2 separate regions of the Mus musculus genome follow, and region 2 is linked to region 1. Evidence: chromatin contacts called from public Micro-C data. All regions are on one chromosome and are shown on one strand. Each heading gives the region's core, a stretch centred on a gene start, on an enhancer-like site or on the middle of the called end of the contact. The rest is flanking DNA. Distances are from core to core; before and after follow the strand shown.

Region 1 (4,640 bases), core at 15-2,514:
CTAATGTTGTAACTTGTAGTATCTCCTTGTAGCTCAGTAACACTTAAAATTTGCTGATGTACTCCTGAATTGTTTCTATCTCTCTCTGAAGAGATAGATATTACAGAGAATATATTACTATGAACTAAGATTTTGTTTTGAAGAGATTTTCTAAAAATACCTCAAGATAATAAGATCATATTTATGCTATTTAATATAATTTTACCCCACTGTCTCTTGATAACCATTTTAAAGAAGGTGCTTTAATTTATTAGATAAGGAATCAATTTGACCTAATTTGCTAGAGAATTGCTGTTTTTTTAAAAAAAAGGCTAGAGAGCTCTTTTTTTTTTTCTTTTTAGTTTAATTTCTCAGACATTCTTTTCAGTAAATCTAGTTACTATTTGGTTTTCCTTGTAATGTTACAATCCTGCAGAATTACTCCCAGTTATTTAATTGAATAAAGCAACGACAGCTTGTCTAGTAGAAAAGGCAAATTTAAAATCGTGTATTTAGAAAGCCTTTCATAGTTTGAAGGGCAGTGGACTGTATGAACTTGTTTATCAAGTGTATCAGTGCCTGTATGGTTAGGAAATTAAAACACATTTAATGAACATCATACACAAGACAGCAACATACCTTTCTTTCTTGGTCAGACCATTAGATGGAGAGGATTATGTCTACTGAAAATACTTTTGGCACGCCATCACTTCAGCAAAAAACGATGCTATCGAACATGCGCACATCCCCCAACAGTCTGCCTCCTGTGATTGCTTTTCACAGTATCCAAAGTGTCCATCTGTCGGGGTGTCTTCAAGTTACCCTTCTTGTTCATATGTCTATATCTTATAGTCTTCAGAGATTTTTCCTTTCTTTCATTTTCTCTCTTTCACTAAACAAAAGAGCTGTAGCTGTCTGTTGTATTTGGTGCACAGTTGACTCTTTCCGACAGTTGATGCATTGAAGCTCTTTACATCTGCTGTATTCCCGGCTGGACAATGCAGTGCTGTATTCTCTTCTCAGTATCCATATTTCTAGTAATAGCGCTGAGCTGCAATGTTAAGCAGCAGAGCTGTGGTTTAGTGTTTCAGTTGCATTGGGGGAAAAAAAAAGGCTTTGCCTTTCTCCGTCGTGGTTGCCTGGCAGCTGCAGGAAGGATTTTTGAGCTGTTTTCCTGGGGTTTTGGTCTGTAATGTGAAATGCACCGTTCTTCCGTGCTGCACAGGCAGGCAGCAGTTTAAATGTGGGCTTGACAGATGCTGTCTCTGACAGAGCAGAATTTAACGTCACTGCTTGGCTGAGTCCCACGTGATTGTTTGCGTTCATTTTGACTAAAAACCCGAGGTAGGAGAAAGCTTAGAAATCTTCCTCTTATGTGACACATCATATTTATTCAGAACAAATACAAGCATTAGGATGAAATGGAGGTTATGGTTTTTTAATCTTTATTTGAACTTATGCACAGGCTTTCTAAATATTTCTGTGTTGGACGGTGGCTTTCATGTGTCTTAGAGACTTTTTTAGAGCAGAAGTAATAAAAGCTTTTACATGTAAGTTGGTGTAGTTTAACTCTTTCAGTGCATTCCTGCTCTTACAGTTTTTGTCTGATTGTTCTGATTTGCTAGTCTAGTTAAAACTCCTTCATTATCTATTGTCTATAACTTAGATTTCCTCCCCTGTTTTCTCCAGCTTATCTAAGTCAGCTGCCTGCACTTACTTCATGTTGCGATACTGCCTACTTTTTTGCTCTGTGCAGTTTTTAGTGTTCTTGAAAGTAGTAAATTTAATTTTAAATCACTTTCTTGTTATCAATATTAATTTTTTTTCATGTAAAATAATGTGTATCACAGAATTAAAAATGATATAGTACATAGAACACACATGAATAGATTTTCTTGAAGATTGGTGAGTAGTTCTGCAGGATTGGTTGCATTTTGACTAAAAACCTTAGGTAGAGACAACCTTGGAACTTTGCTTCTTATATAGAAAATAGTATGCTTATATAGATTGCAGATGTGTGTTTAAATAAGTATAGTGATGCGCTAGAGTCTGTTGCTTCTAATAATGTTTAATACTTTAGAAAATGGTTTAGTAAAATGCCATCAAACAGTTTTTTTTTTTTTCCCTTACATATTAGAGACTCTGAAATCCTTCTCTGGTATACTTAACTAAGTGCCTGGACATTTGGGCACCCCCCCCAACCCCCCCCAGGAGAGCACTCGGCAGGCATGTTTGTTACTTGTTTTTATGGCTATAACTAACAATTCCCCTCTGATATTCTAAAGACAGTAACTATATAGTTTTAGAGCTTATGCTATATATTTTAGGGATACGGACTTTATCCATTTTCACAGACCATGATATATTATTTCAGGTGAATAAAAATTACATTTCCTCTAATAGTATTCAATTACTCATCTTCATGTGTTAATTCCAGTGTGCTTTCTTGGTTTAGGTATACCCTATAACTGTCCTAGTTTGTGTCTTACTCCCCCTAGAAATGATAAGATGGTAAAAAAGAAGGAAAAAGAAAAGTATAAGGAGAAACTTAAAGCTTAGAACTTTGGCTTTCCTAAGTTAGAAGAGGAATAAAACCCGTGTTTCTTAGTATTTGGCTCTTAAAGCTATATACTATATTCTTCACTGTCTTTTTTTCTTGTCTTCATAGACAAATTATTGATTCTGCTTAAATTATTCCTCCAAAGTAGAAGTGGCCTTTTTAATATCAGTGATTCCTAATATTAGGGCTTAACTGAGGTTAGAGGTCTGTACAATTATTGTCTATTCCAAATTAGATTGAGCTATAAGTACCTGAGCTGGTTGTAAATGATATTCGCTTATGATAGCTTAATTTTCTAATATCTACTTTACAGATGAGATACTGGTACCCAGAGTTCTGTAACCTAAATACCAGCTAATTACTGATAGGAAAGATGGTTAGTTTAAAATTTTGAAACAGGATTATTTAAATTTTTAAAATCTGAATTCCTGTAATCCACTCTTAAACATTATACTACATGGCTGCTGAAGAAATTGTGAATGTTCCCACCCAAATATTGACATAGTACCCCAGGAATCATTAGTAGAATACTGAATGCATTTTGACTTTTTTCATTAAATGTTAACACTACACTGCTTTATGCTAACATGCACATTAAAGCACAGCTTATTAATTATTGGTAATATGAGGATGACTGAATACATTTTCCATCCTTTTTCTAGGGAAGGAGAAAATAACTATTCTGCCAATTATTTTTAGAATATTTTAAATCCATCCTTTGATGATACTTAGAGCAGGACAGTGCTAGCTAGATAAGTTCTCTACTTTGGATCTGTACCCCCCACAATGTCTTTCTTTAATTCTATTAAAAGGTGTTTTTATTTTTAATTTACAGTAGTTATTACATATTGGTGAGGTACCAGTGAGACATTTTATACAATGTGTACTGATCATCCCAGAACAACTGGCATATATGTCATCTCTGAGATGTCCTATTTTTGGTACTGAATTGGATTTATTATGGATCTCAGTTACTAAGGGCTTTATGGATAACTCAATAATGATTCCTGTCTATGTTGGGTTCAAGCCTGAATTACCGACTAGTGAGAATTTTGTTTTTACTGCTTTCTATTGAGCAAGTGTTTATATGACAAGGAGATCCCTAAGATTGGTAACCAGGCCTAGTGTGTATCAGGCATAGTACTCATGTATGTATACAGTAAGCAAGAATTTAAATAAGATCAACTTTTTTTTCTTAAAATTTAAGTTGACTAACAGCTTACAGTATAGAAAAATAGTAGCAATGATATAAACTTTTTTTTTTTTTTTTTTTTTTCGAGGCAGGGTTTCTCTGTGTAGCCCTGGCTATCCTGGAACTCACTCTGTAGACCAGGGTGGCCTCAAACTCAGAAATCTGCCTGCCTCTGCCTCCCAGGTGCTGGGATTAAAGGCGTGCACCACCACTGCCCTGCTGATATAAACTTTTCTTCAGTGATGTTTTCTAAGAACTTCAGGTTTCCAGGCAAGAGAAATGATAAAAATGTGTTATGTTTCAACCTTGTCAAACCTTCTTTCTTTAGTTTAGTTTCTTTTAAATCTGAATTCTGTGGTTAAACTAATTCCATCTAATTTTGCAAATTTTGCCTTGCTAGGTTTTCTATTTGTTAGTGGTGTATTAAGTATTGCTTATATAGGTCTGTTTTTATTTTTTATAACACAGGCCTAAGGGGGAGAAAAGGTATCCATTATTTTGGACATTTTGATCCAAGCCATCTATCTAACTGGTTGTTGTTGTTGTTTATTTGTTTAATTTTTTGTTTTAAAGTTTTCCTAGACATGTCTATAATTAACTCTTAAGGAATTGAAATTTATAGAAGAGGTTTGGAAAGCTACCTAATTTCTTATTTCTACTAAATACACAAAAAATATTCCTTTGTTCACAGAGTTTCTGATTCTGAGTGGTTTGCATGATATAAAATAGCAGTAACTTTGGGAATCATCTGTTTATTGTTATGTGTAAGTTCCATCATGTATCCTTGATTTTAAAAAGATTGACATGAAATGGGGTTAGAATACTTCAAACAGTGAGCTATTGGAGTTGAATAACACAAGAAGGGAACCAAAAGTCCAGTCCTGCCTCCATTGGTCTCCATTCTGTTTG
Region 2 (5,072 bases), core at 2,190-4,689, 86 kb after region 1:
CTCTTCTGTAGCAAGTCTCCATCCAAGTTGGCTTCCTAGCTTTAACTAATATCTGGAAATGCTCTTAGACTGGTTTCTGATACAGCCTGTAAGGAGCTTAGAATTTGGGTCTGTACATCAACACTAAGCAAAATGTCAATCAGACTATTACCAATCCCTCTTGTATCTGTCAGTAGTTAAGGTAAAAGAGTTGCTATGAACTCTGATTGGACAGGCTTGCACTAAGATCACGGTAGTAGAAGCAGAAACCTCCATATGAATGAGACCCATACCAGGAAAACATAACTAAAATTGAGGACCTGGCTAGAGGTTCAGTGGGGACAAGTGTGAGTTATACCCCAGGGGCCATCACTGGCAGTGGCTACATTTGCCTGTCTATCTCCAGCAGGCCAGCAGTATCTCACCTTGAACATTAGAGGAAAAAAATCCATGTAGCAGGAGGGTGGAGAAAAAAATAAGATACTCAAAAATATGCCCAGAGTATTCCATCCTTCTAAACTAGGTCTGTTTTAGGAATCCCCCCCCTTTTTTTTTTTAAAACCAAACTGCACTCTGGACTTTCCTTGTGTCCATCCCCTGGGAGAAGAGAAATGCCTTATCCAGCCTTCTTCAGTCTTCATGCTGGGGAAAGGGATAGTCAACATTTGTCCTGTCTAGCCTTCATGCCTCACCTATAGGGGACTGGAGACTCTGAGAAGGTCATGAGAATGTCACAGTTCAGAAACACAGGGTCATTGTAAGATCAACTAGAAGTGGTGCCTCTCACCATTTACCTTACTGTCTTGTCAGTAGAGGTATATTTGTCACGATGCCTTTCTTTCTACACATCATGTCTGGCTCACATAATAATAATTACAAGGTATACTTTACAGGCAAACAAAACACATTCCTCCCCCAACAAACACAGTTTCGAGAGAAAGAGGCTGCAGGAGAACTGGAGCCATGTATGGCAGGATTGATGGAATTACTAGGCTGAGAGTTTTCTAGAGCTGATTTATGTGCTAAGAGCTCTAGTGGAAAAAGACATGCAAAGGAGAAATATAAAAGAAACAGGGAGATGGAAGCTCTAAGAAACAATAAAATTCCAGAGATCAAAAACCCTTTGTAACAAAAATGAATAATAGTTTGGTGGCCCTGCCAGCTCTTTCAAGAGAAGGCAGAGCATCATGATAACGAAAAGACTGTCTTCTCTACATATGGTACTGAAATGGCTGGACATTCACCTACAAAAAGTACATCTGATGTATAGTAAATAAGTGGGAGTAAGTGTGGGTGTAGGCTATGAAACTAGAGAGTAGACCACAATGAGAGAAAAGAGGTCTTAGGAAGGGGGTCAGTAGGTCACAGGATACATGAAAATGAAAGGAGTTTATGGGTGGGGGCAAAGGGTGGAAGGGGAACTGAGAGATGGGGAGAGCAGGGAAGGGGAAAAAATCAACACATACACATTTTGCTTGAAAGTGCTGCAATGAAACCTAATACTGTGTGTGCTCCCTAAAAGTTGATTTTAAACACAGACTCTAGATATAGACTTTGGATCATTTGTTAAACCAATATCGAATGGATCATAGCTCTAAATACAAAACACAAATGCAGAAAACTGCTGGAAGGCAGCAAGGGAAAAATTTGAGATGACTTGTGTTTGGTGATAGGTTTTTAGATCCAACAGTTTGACCCCAGAAGGAAAGGCCTTTATCCATTTCATTAAAATGAAGCCCTTTGCTGTAAGAGGAGCACTGTCATGAGGAAGACACGATATAGATTGGAAGAAAATGTTTGCAAAAGATATACTTTATAAAGGATTGTTCTATGAACTACACAGAGGAGTAAACTGAACGGTGAGACAAAAACAATCAGATGAAGACCATAGTGGGCACTCTAGCAAAGAGGATACAGAGGTAGAAAATAAGCATGTGAAAATGTGCTCACATCACAGGTTATCTGAAAAATAACTACACACCTACACACCTATTCGAAAGACCTGAGTCTGGGCACACAAACCCAGTTAGGCTGGGGTACCTTGGGAATTCTCTTTCTTACCCATGGGAAAGCAAAAGCAATTTAGGTATTTCATTAACAACTTAATGGTTCTTTCTTTTGTTTTTTAAATTTAATTTTTTTTACTTATTGACTCTACATCCCTCTCACTGTCACCCTCCCTGTCACCCCTCCCACAATCCTTCCCCCATACTTCTTCCCCTTCTCCTCTGAGTGCATGGGAACCCCCCCTGGGTATTTCCTACCATCACCATCACACACACCTCCCCACCTTCCAAAGTCTCTTCAAGGCTAGGCACTTCCTCTCCCACTGAGGCCATTCAAGGCAGCCCAGCTAGAAGAACATTTCCCACCTACAGGCAACAGCTTTTGGGATATCCCCAATTCTAGTTGTTCAGGACCCACATGAAGGTCAAGCTGCACACCAAGCAGACAAGGCTTCATTTAAGTAATTTGTCCAGAACAGCAAGGCTGTTAGGGAGAGGGCTCTGGGTCTGTTTAACATATGAAAGTACCTTGAGTCTTTCTTCCTTCCTTAGTCTGAATTCCATTCCCCGTGCTTGTGCTTGGCCTGCAGCTGGAGACAATCTCTTAAAAGCTTTTCCTGGGAGAACCACTTAAGGTGAAGCAGCAGGAGGCTGGACTCCAGGTGTCTCTCAAAGCTAATCCAGGTTCTTTCCCTCTAGCTCAGTGGTTCTCTGCCTTCCAATGCTGGGACCCTTCAATACAGATCCTCATGTGGTGCTGACCCCCTCCCCCCACCACAAAATTATTTTACTGCTACTTCATAACTGCAATCTTGTGACTATCGTGAATTGTAATGTAAATATCTAATGTACAGGATACCTGATAATGCAACTCCCAATGGGATCTCGAGCCACAGGTTGAGAACTACCTCCTAACTCTTCTTTGAACTGAATAATCACATGTTCCTCTGAGACTGTAGCACCAGCAGTTTGTGCTTTGTAGGTGAGCCGATGTTGCTACTATTTCCTATATTTGATTTCTCTGCAGGTTTCTGGGGTGGTGGTTTTCCTGTGAACTCATTTCACTAATTGACCAAAATGAAACTATTGAATTTTCATTTGTTCAACAGCTATTGTTTTGTTGTGAGGATGGCATAAGGATGCCAGGCTTTTTTTTTTTTTTTTTTTTTTTTTTTTTTTTTTTTTTTTTTTTCATGTTGGAGTTGAAATGAAATGAGAAACCCCCAGCACACTTTATATCACACACTAGGGGTTATGATTCATGTCTGTAATCTCAGCTCTTCGGAAGACTGAGGCAGGAGGATCAAAGCTCAAGGCTAACTGGGGCAATTTAGGATCAAAAGTAAAAATGCAAATGCTGTCACCTTGCCACAAGTTGCTGAATACCATAGGGAGCTTCCACTTCGAAAGCTGTGTGTTGAAATCTTACAAATTACTCAATAAACACAACAGTTCAGGGGTAAAGGTTAAAATTGACAAAAGGGGGTAGAGGGAGCTGTGGGTGTCCTTAAAGTATCTGACTAGCCTGCACTTTCTTAACAGCTAATAGAGGTGATCTTAGGTTTGGCTGAGTTAGAGTTAACTTAAAATAGAAATAACACTGAAACCCAACTTGGCCCATTGGTTTGGACATTGTCTATTATTTCGCTCATCTTTGAAAACAGAACTGAGTAGTGGCAACAGAGATTGGAAGTGAGAGAGAGAGGGAGAGGGAGAGGGAGAGGGAGAGGGAGAGGGAGAGGGAGAGGGAGAGGGAGAGGGAGAGGGCACCAGCTTTTGGAAAGTTTTAAGATGTAATTTTTGCTGTAATAGTTACATCCATGCTTTGCATTTTTTCTCTTACTAAGACAATGTATCATTTTAAAATTTAGATTGTTCTCTTTATACATTTTCTACTTGAAAACTTATCTCTTCGACTAGTTAAATAAAATACTAGAATTCAATGTCATGTCCATACTTCCTCTTAAATTTCCACTGACAATGAAATGTATTGTATCCTTTAACATTTCTCATAATAGTGGGTGTTGGAACTTGCAGACAAAATGTTGGGAAACACCTAGTAAGCAGCATGGTGTGGTAGCATCCTGAAGTATTCCTTTGATCTCAAACGGTGGATGGATAGTCTAGAACATAGATCAACAGTTTAGAAGGCCACTCCACATTCTCCTTTGAGTTCAGATGATCCTATAAGGTTATTGTAAAAGAAATGTTTTATCTTAGAGGAAAGACACTTTCCCCAATCCTACATTAATTTAATGTTTTTGTTTAAAGCAATGCCTGGTGATTCAAGAATCAAGGATAGTAATACAATAATATCCTAAGAAATAATTGAGTTTTAATACAACAGTCTTTTCAAAAAGTTAAATTTCCTATCAATTGAGAATCAGTTGCAATGGCAAAATGCTTAAATACTCTTGATTAATATTTAAGAATCTCTGTGACTACATTTGCATACATGTATATTGTGAAAATAGTATATGAAATCAGCTCTGATTTGAAAAAAGGCTTAAGAAATACCATTTTTATGGTGCCGTATTAGCATTATATTTTAACAAAATGTAGTAGTTCTTCAGTGAATCGGAAAAAAGATTATAAAATCCCATGATAAAATTTAAATCTCTTGCTTATTTTGCATATTATTTAAATTGAACTTGATTTAATTACAATATTTGTGCATCTTTAATACAGTATTTCTTAGTACACATCATATTTTTTCAGCTACTTTAATTCAGAGAAGTCTCTTTTCTGCACAAATTAATAAAACATGATTCTGTCATCAAGGAGTTTACAATTTTAGAGAAGAGATTAAATATATATGAAGGTAACAGTTCATCATTTGAAAAACTCTTTGTACCAGTGGTACGCTTGGCACTGTCTGCGAGCGAGGCCTGGAGAACAAAACAGTGTATAACATGGTCATGGTGTACAGTATAGGAACAGCTGAGTGAAAGGGGCCCTGGGGGAAGTGATCAAAAGACAAAATAAGAGTAATTATTGGAGAAAAAACATGTTTTGGCTGATGGTGCAGGAGTTGGAGATGTGACAACTTTACAGAAGACAGGATGAGTGGAATGAACCCAGAAGTCA

What was found. A called contact is a pair of places that touch in the nucleus more often than the background predicts.
Region 2: a Micro-C map of brown adipocytes shows a contact between it and region 1, with 4 times the contacts expected there. The contact joins the enhancer-like site here to the promoter of B3galt2 in region 1. A contact is called at or near these places in 4 of 484 Hi-C or Micro-C datasets (brown adipocytes, cortical neurons and group 2 innate lymphoid cells) and 2 of 115 datasets of contacts at active chromatin or transcription factors (both in embryonic stem cells).

The regions. Positions count from the first base shown.
Region 1 is chr1:143,637,321-143,641,960 of GRCm38.p6, reverse strand. It overlaps B3galt2 (UDP-Gal:betaGlcNAc beta 1,3-galactosyltransferase, polypeptide 2), which reads right to left and starts at 1,264. Exons shown (of 2, transcript NM_020025.4): 1 at 619-1,264. The region is part of intron 10 of Cdc73 (cell division cycle 73, Paf1/RNA polymerase II complex component); the gene reads left to right.
Region 2 is chr1:143,553,153-143,558,224 of GRCm38.p6, reverse strand. No RefSeq gene overlaps it. Among named protein-coding and RNA genes, the nearest start is that of Gm35303, 38 kb to the right of the region's middle. Within about 2 kb of position 3,439, at least 14 of the 459 cell types and tissues checked have an H3K27ac peak or open chromatin away from gene starts, as enhancers often do. A contact at or near this core is called in brown adipocytes, where this site is marked.